Linked DNA regions of Zea mays: region 2 is linked to region 1. Evidence: chromatin contacts called from public Hi-C data. All regions are on one chromosome and are shown on one strand. The core of a region is the stretch at or near the end of the contact, and the rest is flanking DNA. Distances in the headings are between cores, read along the strand shown. Region 1 holds the start of LOC542522 (alpha-amylase). Region 2 holds the start of LOC103647487.

Region 1 (4,569 bases), core at 233-2,732:
CCCGATCTTCACGATGACCTTGTCGTCAATCTTGGCGACGTAGAGATCCCCGTCGGCGGCGAGGATGTTCAGCTCGCTCCCCGGGTGGATCCCGTTTCTTGACCTCACCGCAGACAGCGCGCTGATCTCCTGCTTCAGGTTCCAGTCGAAAACGTGGTCGTAGAACTGAATTACAGATGCAAGGACAAGAGTGTCAGTGTGTCGGCCAGGATTCTGGATTTGGTGATGGACCGACCCGGTTGGGGACTTACGATGCATGGAGTTCCTGGGTGCGTGAGGATATAGGCGTAGCCCTGCATGACCTTGTCGGAGGGGAATGGCCACGAGTTCTGCGTGGAGCCGGTGTCGTGGTTGTCGACGAACGTGACGGCCTTCTCCGGCAGCCAGCCGATCATCCCGGGCGCCTTGCCGTTGCCGTCCTTCATGCGCCACAGCTCGCCCTGGACGGCCGCCTGCAGCACGCCCTTGGTGGTGAAGTCGAACGCCGCGGCGGGGCCGCCCACCGCCTGCGCCCAGTTGACCAGCTCCTGCCTGTCGGCGTCCTGGTTGCTGGACGGCTCGCCGTTGCCGTCGTAGTGGAGGGAGCTCCATATCTCGGCGACGACGAAGGTGGGGGCGGTGCTGTCGACGTACACCTTGGCGACGGCGGCGGAGTAGCCCTTGGCGAAGTCGAGGCGCCAGCCGTCGAAGCCGAGGTCGGACTTGAGCCAGTTGAGCCAGTCCGAGAGCTCCTGCTGCACGCGCGGGTTGAGGTGGTCGATGTCGGGCGCGGCGGCGAAGTCGGCCCCCGTGTCGCGGTGCCCGCGCCCGTTGGAGTACTGCGTGTCGTCGCTGCAGATCATGTCGGGGCCCCAGTCGAGGCGGCTGTCGGGCGTGCCGCCCTCGAAGACGCAGTAGATGCCGCGGCCGTCCTTGTAGTCGGCGCAGCGGTGGTTGATCACGACGTCGGCGACGCACTGGACGCCCTTGGCGTGGAACGCCGCGGTGAGCGACTTGAGCTCCGCGTGGGTGCCGTACTTGGACGCGTCCAGGTCGTAGAGCCGGCCGGGCATGTACCCCTGCGGCGCCACCGAGTGCGACGGCGGCGGGAGCCAGACGTGCGTGGCCCCCGTCGCGGCGATGTCGTCCACCCGCCCCAGGAGGTAGTTGTACCACCCACCTTGCTTCTTCCACGACTCCCAGTTGAACCCCTGCACGCAGACACGCAGCATATATATATCAGCATCAAAATTAAATCCAGACTTGTGCTATCTAGCACGCCTGATTAATGTTGAGCGATCGGCCGGGAAGAGACGAGGACGCTGCGCAGGTACCTGGAAGAGGACCTGGGATTGGGCCAGCTGGGAGCCCAAGCAGAGCAGTACAAGCACTAGGAGGCTGCACCTGCACATGGCAGCCAAGTGCTTCGCCATCTCAGCTCAGTGCCTGTTTTTTTTTTCTTCTTCTGTGCTGGTGTGCCAAAAATGCAAGTGAGTCTTGTACTTTGGCTGTGTGTCGATCACCATGCCTGTGCAAGGGTATTTATATTGGATCCGGCGGTCGTTTGGCGCCGGCGGATCGTTGTAACGGACTAACGATGGATAAGCTCCGTTGCTTCTAACGAGAGCGACGACATATGGATGATGGCGGAAAGTGTAATGCTATCGTGGCACATTAAAGAGGGGGATAAAAAGGTACGTGGGGTCTGAGCCGTGTTGTGCATGGGGATGGGGTTGCCGGTACAGTGCAGACGTGCAGGGACCAGGGACTGGGAGTCATGGACGCGGCGAACAGATTTTCCGTTGGTGCACCTTCAAAGCTGATTTGGTAACAAAGAAAATAGAAGAGATCTATGTAGAGAAAATCCCTTGCTATTTAATCTTATTAAAAAAATGGTATGTGAGATATATTTGTCATCTCTTTTATGTATCTTCTTTCTGGCTGACAATTATGACCTGGGCCAGGGGTGGATGTGCGATCGGGGCTGTCCAGGCTGCAGCCCCGATCGTGGTCCATTAGAAACATTGATATATAGTAAATTTGACCCATAAAAATCTAAAAAGCTAGGTCAGATTCTCACATCACCTCTTCACACGCGCCCAGCCGCTGCTGGCCGCTCTTCATCCCTCCGCACTGCACGTCCGCGCTGCGCCCATGGCTCCTCCCGCACGCGTTGCGGCACATCGGCAGTGTAGCCTGCGCCCTCGGCTCCTCCTGTCCTCCCCCACACCGGCCGCTGTCCTCAGTCCCGCTCCCTCACTCCATCAGGGATCAGGACTCAATCAGGTGTCGCCTCCCCCACTGGCTGCTCGCCTGCTCGGTGCTTGTTGGCTGCTCCGTGAAGTGGAGTGTGGAGGCGTCATGTGTGAGCATGCTATACACCTCGTGAAGCCTCCTTGTCCCTGCTGATTGATGAAAAGTGAACCAATGAATCCGGTTGCACTGCTTCTGCTGCTAGTTTGCTATGTGCCTGGGGCTGCTAGAGCTACTGTGCTAAATAAGAAGGTGAGATTATTTGGTATTTTGGTTTAATCAATTATCTGCTAGGTTAGTAGGTTAGTTGATAAAATTAAATTTTATGTTTATAGGGATAGGATGGATATATTCCTTATCAAGAATCAGAACGATATGTATTGATTATTTATTATTATATTTGTAGAATTCGTGCCGACTTATTTAGGCTACATGCCTTTTGAGTATTTAAGTTTTATCTTGCTAATTGTGTTATATTAACATCAATTAGATTGTTTTTTAAAAGAATTTTATAGCTTTAGTTTCGTAGCCCCCTCATGATCTGTTTCTGGATCCGCCACTGACGTGGCCTATGCTATCTTCCTTGGTTGCGCTCGTCCTCTCTAACCTCGTCCGTCCTTCACATCGACGCGGCCTTGCCCGTCCTCCATGTTGCCCGTCTCAAAGACTTCATGTGGTTGTGCGACGTGTGACAACGTCTTGTCATCCATGGACTGATATCCCTGAGATGACAACGTGGGTTATTCATTTGTAGATCCCCAAGTCCCACCAATGCTGATGATGTCTTGGGAAGCTAAGCCACAGTCACGCGAGCCACCAACACTGTTTGCCACAAGAAGGGTTGCAAGAGCACCCATGATGTACGAAACGACTTCGAATGGTTGTTCAAAGACGTCAATCGTGAGAAGATAAGGTATGCCACCTATTGGCATTTCTGTAATGCTCAACTTACTGATGTATCAATTGTTGGTATCGACCATTTAAAAATACATCATAAAACATGTGCGTTGAAAGCTTGACATATTGCTAGATTCAATTTAACAGTGATGGATCTGTTCATTCGTGGATTACAATCCTGGTGTTGCTCATAACGAACTATGCCAACTAATTTGTAATGTAGATCTCCCTCTAGGTACTGATAGCAGTGTTGTATTTGAACATTATATAAGACATGTTCACCGCCGGGAGATGGTGTATCGCCAGATCATGGAATGGTGGGTGTCGCGACATCGGCAAATTTGTTTGGTCTCATTAACTAATATCAAGTCTCTAGTATCTCGTTTGTGATCTTATATATTTATCTTCTTATTAGATCGAAAAGTCTATCTTGAATCTTCACGTTGTAGTAGCGCCCAAAAACGCAACCAATAAACTTTCTTGAAGACAACTTGTAAGAAGGAAGCTATCGCTTTTTCTCAAAAATGACATCATTATGTGTGCACCAAATTAACCATAACATAGCTGCCACTCCTGCAAAAAAACTCTTTTCGTTCTCTACTTCCTATTCATGTCAACCAATTTATGGACAAATGGGTTGTGGATCTTAGTGGATTTACCCCCAATAGGAATCTGTGCTATTCTCCAAACAATCCTAGCATGCTGGCAGTCAAAGAAGATGTGTTTAGTTGTTTATCACAAAAACAACATATTTGATGTTCGATCCAATTTTTTTAGCTAGGTTATATTTTGTTAAAATTACTTTATGCTGAAAATACAAAAAAAACTTTATCATTGACGGGATTTTTAGTTTCCATATAAACTTATTAGAGAACAAGGAACCCTGGCTCCTTAGAAACTGATACATGGACCTCACTGAGAATTGCTCATGTTTATGCAAACTCCAAGTAAATACATCCTTTTCTATGATAAATTTAATATGGAGACTTTTGCTACTAGGTTATACCAGGCCACCAATTTATCACCCGCCAAGGCTCTCCTAAAGGAGATATTTAGTGACGTGTAATTTAAGACATTCGCCACTATCATATGTGGATAATTGACTATATTATATAGGATAGAGAATTACTCCTTAAGGGATTTAGAGCCTATCACACTGTCCTCCCATAAACTAGTCTCGTAGCCATCTTTTACTTTAAAGGTCCCACACTTTAGAAATGGTTCCTTGACCTTTAAAAGAAATTTTCAAAATATTATGAATCATTAGGTTTAATCTGAACCTATGATAAGGTCTTCGAGCTTAAATATTTATTTCTAAGCAATATCTACCTAGTTCCTTCCTTGTTTAGTAATTTGAACAACCATTTGTTAAGGAGGCATTTATTTTTCATCAAAAGGTTAGTTATACCTAAACCACCTTGATCTTTTGGGTGACAAAGA
Region 2 (4,635 bases), core at 626-3,125, 170 kb before region 1:
AAACTTACAGCCCAGTTACTCTTGCCAGTGGATCTTGGTTGCAGGTGACACCAGTCCACGAGTTCCCCTGGGGCAAGCATGGATCACCTCTCCAGTCCGACGGCGGGTTCGTGAATCCTCTGGCCAGCTCCTGCATGCCGATTACTGCAAGGCAACGAGATGGCCGGTGATTTGAGCAAACAGTGCATCCATCCGACACCGACAAGTGCGCCGATCAGGAGAGAAGGTTACCGTCTCTGGGATGCGTCCTCCCACCGAGCGGGACGACCATCATGAGCTCCGCCGCGTTGATCAGCGGCCCGACGGGGGACTCCAGCGCCGGCGTCAGCGTGATCCTTGTCTGCCCGGATAGCGGCCAGTCGACGCCGTACACCATGCACCCCGCCGTGGAGACGTTGAGGCCGGCGAAGAAGGGCTGGCCGTTGACCGCGACGTCGAACACCCTCCAGCTGAGCGCGCTCGGCCCCCGGTTGTCCTGGAAGTAGAGCGCCAGGTAGTAGCTCGCGGCCGGCAGCGGCGCCGGCGGCCACTGGAGCTCCAGGCTCTTGTCTCTGCTCGCCGTCAGGCCTCGCCGGAACACGGCCTCCGGAGGCTTGTTCCAGAACGCCTCCGTCGCCACGCTCGCCTGGCTCTCCACCACCGGGATGCCCCCGTCGCTGTACGGCTCCCAGTATCGGTTGAACCGATCGTCTGGATAGCTGGATCGCACACATTTCGCACGCACCATCGACATGGTCAGTCAGTTGGCCGTAATCTTCGTTCGTTCTAGGCGAGGCGAGACACCCGCCCGCCCGCCCGCCGGCCGGTTGTTTTAGCTTAATTACCCGATGATGGAGCCGTTGTGGCCGAAGCTGTGGCGCGCGACGGTGCTCAGCGCGTAGGCGGTGAAGTTGACGGCGCTGTACACGGACTCCTCGAGCGGCACCACCTCGAGCGCGGAGATGAAGGGGCTCCGGCCGGGCGCGGTGGCGGCGCTCCTGGCGAGGCAGACGCTGAGCTCCTTCCCCGCGGCCTCCACCACGGCCTCGTAGTACGTGGCGAGCCCGCGGGCGTAGCCCCCCGCCGTGTCCACCGCGCTCCACCGCGTGCCGTCGATGATCTGGTCGAACACCGGCGGCGCCCCGCCGCCGTCGAACCCGCCGTAGTAGTACGTCGTGCGGACCAGGTACCTGGCGTGCATCGCCGCCGGGACCGCGTAGCAGTACTTGGCGGCGGACGACGCGTCCGGCGGGAAGTACCTGAGCGAGGAGAGCATCGGCATGACGCCCGGGGAGTCCAGCTCCGCCACCTTGCCGGCGTGGATGAACGCCCCGTCGGCGACCCATGTCACGTTCCCCGCGACCTTGTCCGACGTCGCGCCGCAGCTTATCTGGTACCCTGCGCGCGAGCCGAGCGAGCCAACTCGGTCAGGGACCTACGCAGCAGGAGGGAACGAGAGAATAGCAGTGGCGGAAGTGATGATGGAAGGTTCACCGGGCAGGGCATCGGCGACGCCGACGAGCAAGACGAGGGCGCCGGCGAGGACGGAGAAGGGGATCATTGGTGCGGTGGCGATGGTTTCGATCCTCCAATAATGCAATGCCAGACACCACCCCACGACAAAAGACGTGGATTTGGACCGAGCGGATTGAATGGGGGACTATTACTATGGGAGGTGCAACGGCGACGAAATGGAAGCGAAGCGAAGCGAAGACTCGGACGGACAGCTGCTGTTGCCGGCGGCTCGCGACTTTTGTTTTGTTTTGGCAGTTTCGCTTTGTTTTGCCCGGGCGGCAGCAGCTAGTTCAGGAATTGATTTTGAAGCTCTGCAGTGGTTGGTGCACGCACACGTCCCTCATGACACGCCGGACCAGTTCCAAGTCTCGTACTGTTCGCGGTTCGTTAGGGGACAAATAATTGATTTCGAAAGTCTACAGCGGTTGGCTGCGGAAGAACGGAACTGCCTCCTAATAAATATTTTTTGACGAGGTATACGAGAACGAGATGCCGTTTGGGTTTGCTTGGAGGGATGGAAAGCATTTGGCGCGGGCAGGAGAGAGAGGAGGCCGGGTCATGCATGCGTGCAGCGGGCGCTCTCGAGCTCGAATGCTCGATCATGCTTGGATGCGTGCATTATTCGTTGCGTCTCGCCTTCCACGCGGACGTGGTGGGCGTTTGTTCCTTGCTTGCGCCAGACCAGCCCAACGCCAGCCCAGCTGAATCGGCGGTAGCGCCAGAATCAGTTCATGATTGCTTTTGATCGATCACCCTGACGGAACCCCGCGCCGGACGTGCTTGGACGAAAACAGAAACGGAAATTTTCGAATACTGGAAATCGTTTTCGAAATTTTATCGAAATTAAGGTCTAAACGGAAACGGAAACGGTTATCGAAAATATGGAAGCAGAATGAGTAGAAAAAATCGAAATCTGAATCGGAAACGGTTTGGTCTCTTCCGACCGTTTTCGAAAATTACCGATTTTATTTGTATTTTACCGTAGTTAATAAATTCGGTACTTTTTAGAAAAATATTAAATCTGAACTGATCTTTATAAATTCATCTTAGCTTAGAAAAATATGAAACTAATTTTATTATTTTCCGAAAATCAAGATCTATCTAATGGTATATAATTTAGAATCGTTTAAAATTTTTATAAATCTTATTTATATTTTCTTACATGTTATTACTGTTTATACATATATTTATAATTTGCACGAGAACTTAAGAAGGACCAAGAGGACACTAATTATATTGCCTATGCCAAGTAGTAAGAGTACAAATAGAATGTAAGTGCCGTATCATTATACACATCTTGATTCTACTTTATTTAAATACATAATAATGTTTTTATTATTGTATGACTTCTTACTTTATATATTTATTGTGACCTCCTACCTTATATATTATTACTAATTTTATATGAATGTATGACTTGCGTGAATTTTTGAAGTCAATTGAGGGTATATATTACAATTTTTACATATCAAATTTTAGATTTCGATCGTAACCGGCGTAATTTTCGTACGAAACTTTTGTTTCCGAATTATTGATGTCGTTTTTGTTTCCGGAGTTTCCGTTTTCGATCTCTTTCCTAGGAAAATATGAAAACGAAAATGGTTTTATTGTCTATCAATTGTTTCCGACCGTTTTCAACCAACCGTTTTCAAGCCATGAAGCCACCACACACACGTTGGCCGTCGTCGCAGTCCCGTTCCACGCCGCGCCAACTAGAACTTTTGGTGTACATTTTATAAGCGTTGTCATCAATGGTTGCGCTCGCTATTGAGCTGTACGTGGCGCCGGTATCAACGAGACTGGATATAGCGTTCCTTGATGTAACATGTGATCCTATTTTGTTGCCATCTTGGTACTTCTTGTTGGATCTTTTATGGGTTTGGCTCATTTATTGAATAAACTCTAAAATGTATAATAGTGGAGAATACCAATATTACCACATTGGAAGTCCAAGGGTCTTTTGCCTTGACTTATATGGTGGGATTTATTCCACTTAACTTGAGAAGTCAAGAAATGGACAGGGGGCGTGCCACACGCGCGCGCGCGCCGCCGCCGGCCGGGCCGGGCGGGGCGGGGCGTTTAGCACTCACTAACCGCGTACGTCAGACTCATGGCATGACTCGGCAAGAGCTGGCCGACTCTTGGCGTGACTCGGCGATCTTTCTCCTTCAACTTCCCTCTGCGAGAGGTTAAATAGAGGCGCACCCCTGTCACTCGGTACACGCGAGAAACACTTTCAGTCTCACAGTCCAGCCGCCCGAGTGAGGATATTTCCATCTCGTGACTCTGCGCGCACAGAGAAGCGAGAGGGCAGGTGCCTCCGAAGCCGGTGCCGTTTGAGACCTTGTACGGGGGATCGGCAATTAGGTTTTTGGGGAGCGTCTACGCGACTGCCCAAAACATCTTCAACATGACAAAGGAAGCTGGTCAAGGATCTGGATCATCAGAGCGCATAGGAGGGTATGATCAGTTTATTTACTTACTGTTTTGTGTTCTGGAGATTATATATGTTTCATATATTCATCTATGCTGTTTCATATTTACGAATGATTTTATCTTATCTGTTATGTCTTATTATAATATGATAGATCTATCTGTTTTAATTTTACAGTCATGCTATTTATGTTTCTATCTGTTTATTTTCATTTGTTCAGTCAGTATACATGTTTATCGTATTTATATGATTTATATAATTCACATGCTTTATGTTCTCTTGATTCATATTGGTATGGATCAATTTAAGATCACGATTTCTATGGTTAATTATTTATTATATGTCATCATCATAATGTTAATTTATGGAATTAAAATAATACGGAAAATGCCTATAATTCTAACAATCCAAAAACCTAATGTTAGGCATTTTTCTGTCAGAGGTTTTGCTGCTGTGCTAAAGCCTGATCCTTTTGATGGTAAAAACTTCTTGATATGGAAAGCTAAAATGGAATTGTGGCTAACTGCAATGTCTTGTTTTCATGCCGCTGAGGGCAAGCCTGCCAACTTACCTCCTGAGGATGAGGCTAAGTTTAAGGCTGAAGACAACCTCTTTCGAGGAGCAGTAATTAGCGCACTGGATACAAAATTCCAGAAAAGCTATATCATCCTTCCCACAGGGAAAGAGCTGTGGGATGCACTTGTCGG

The links. A called contact is a pair of places that touch in the nucleus more often than the background predicts.
Region 2: a Hi-C map of leaf shows a contact between it and region 1, with 8 times the contacts expected there. The contact joins the promoter of LOC103647487 here to the promoter of LOC542522 in region 1. A contact is called at or near these places in 11 of 25 Hi-C or Micro-C datasets (bundle sheath, ear, endosperm and 3 more) and 2 of 3 datasets of contacts at active chromatin or transcription factors (leaf and seedling).

What each region holds. Positions count from the first base shown.
Region 1 is chr2:191,382,397-191,386,965 of Zm-B73-REFERENCE-NAM-5.0, reverse strand. It overlaps LOC542522 (alpha-amylase), which reads right to left and starts at 1,482. Exons shown (of 3, transcript NM_001112069.2): 1 at 1,314-1,482; 2 at 252-1,190; 3 at 1-165. The coding sequence starts at 1,412.
Region 2 is chr2:191,555,021-191,559,655 of Zm-B73-REFERENCE-NAM-5.0, reverse strand. It overlaps LOC103647487, which reads right to left and starts at 1,875. Exons shown (of 9, transcript XM_035965418.1): 1 at 1,474-1,875; 2 at 825-1,369; 3 at 232-698; 4 at 9-144. The coding sequence starts at 1,485.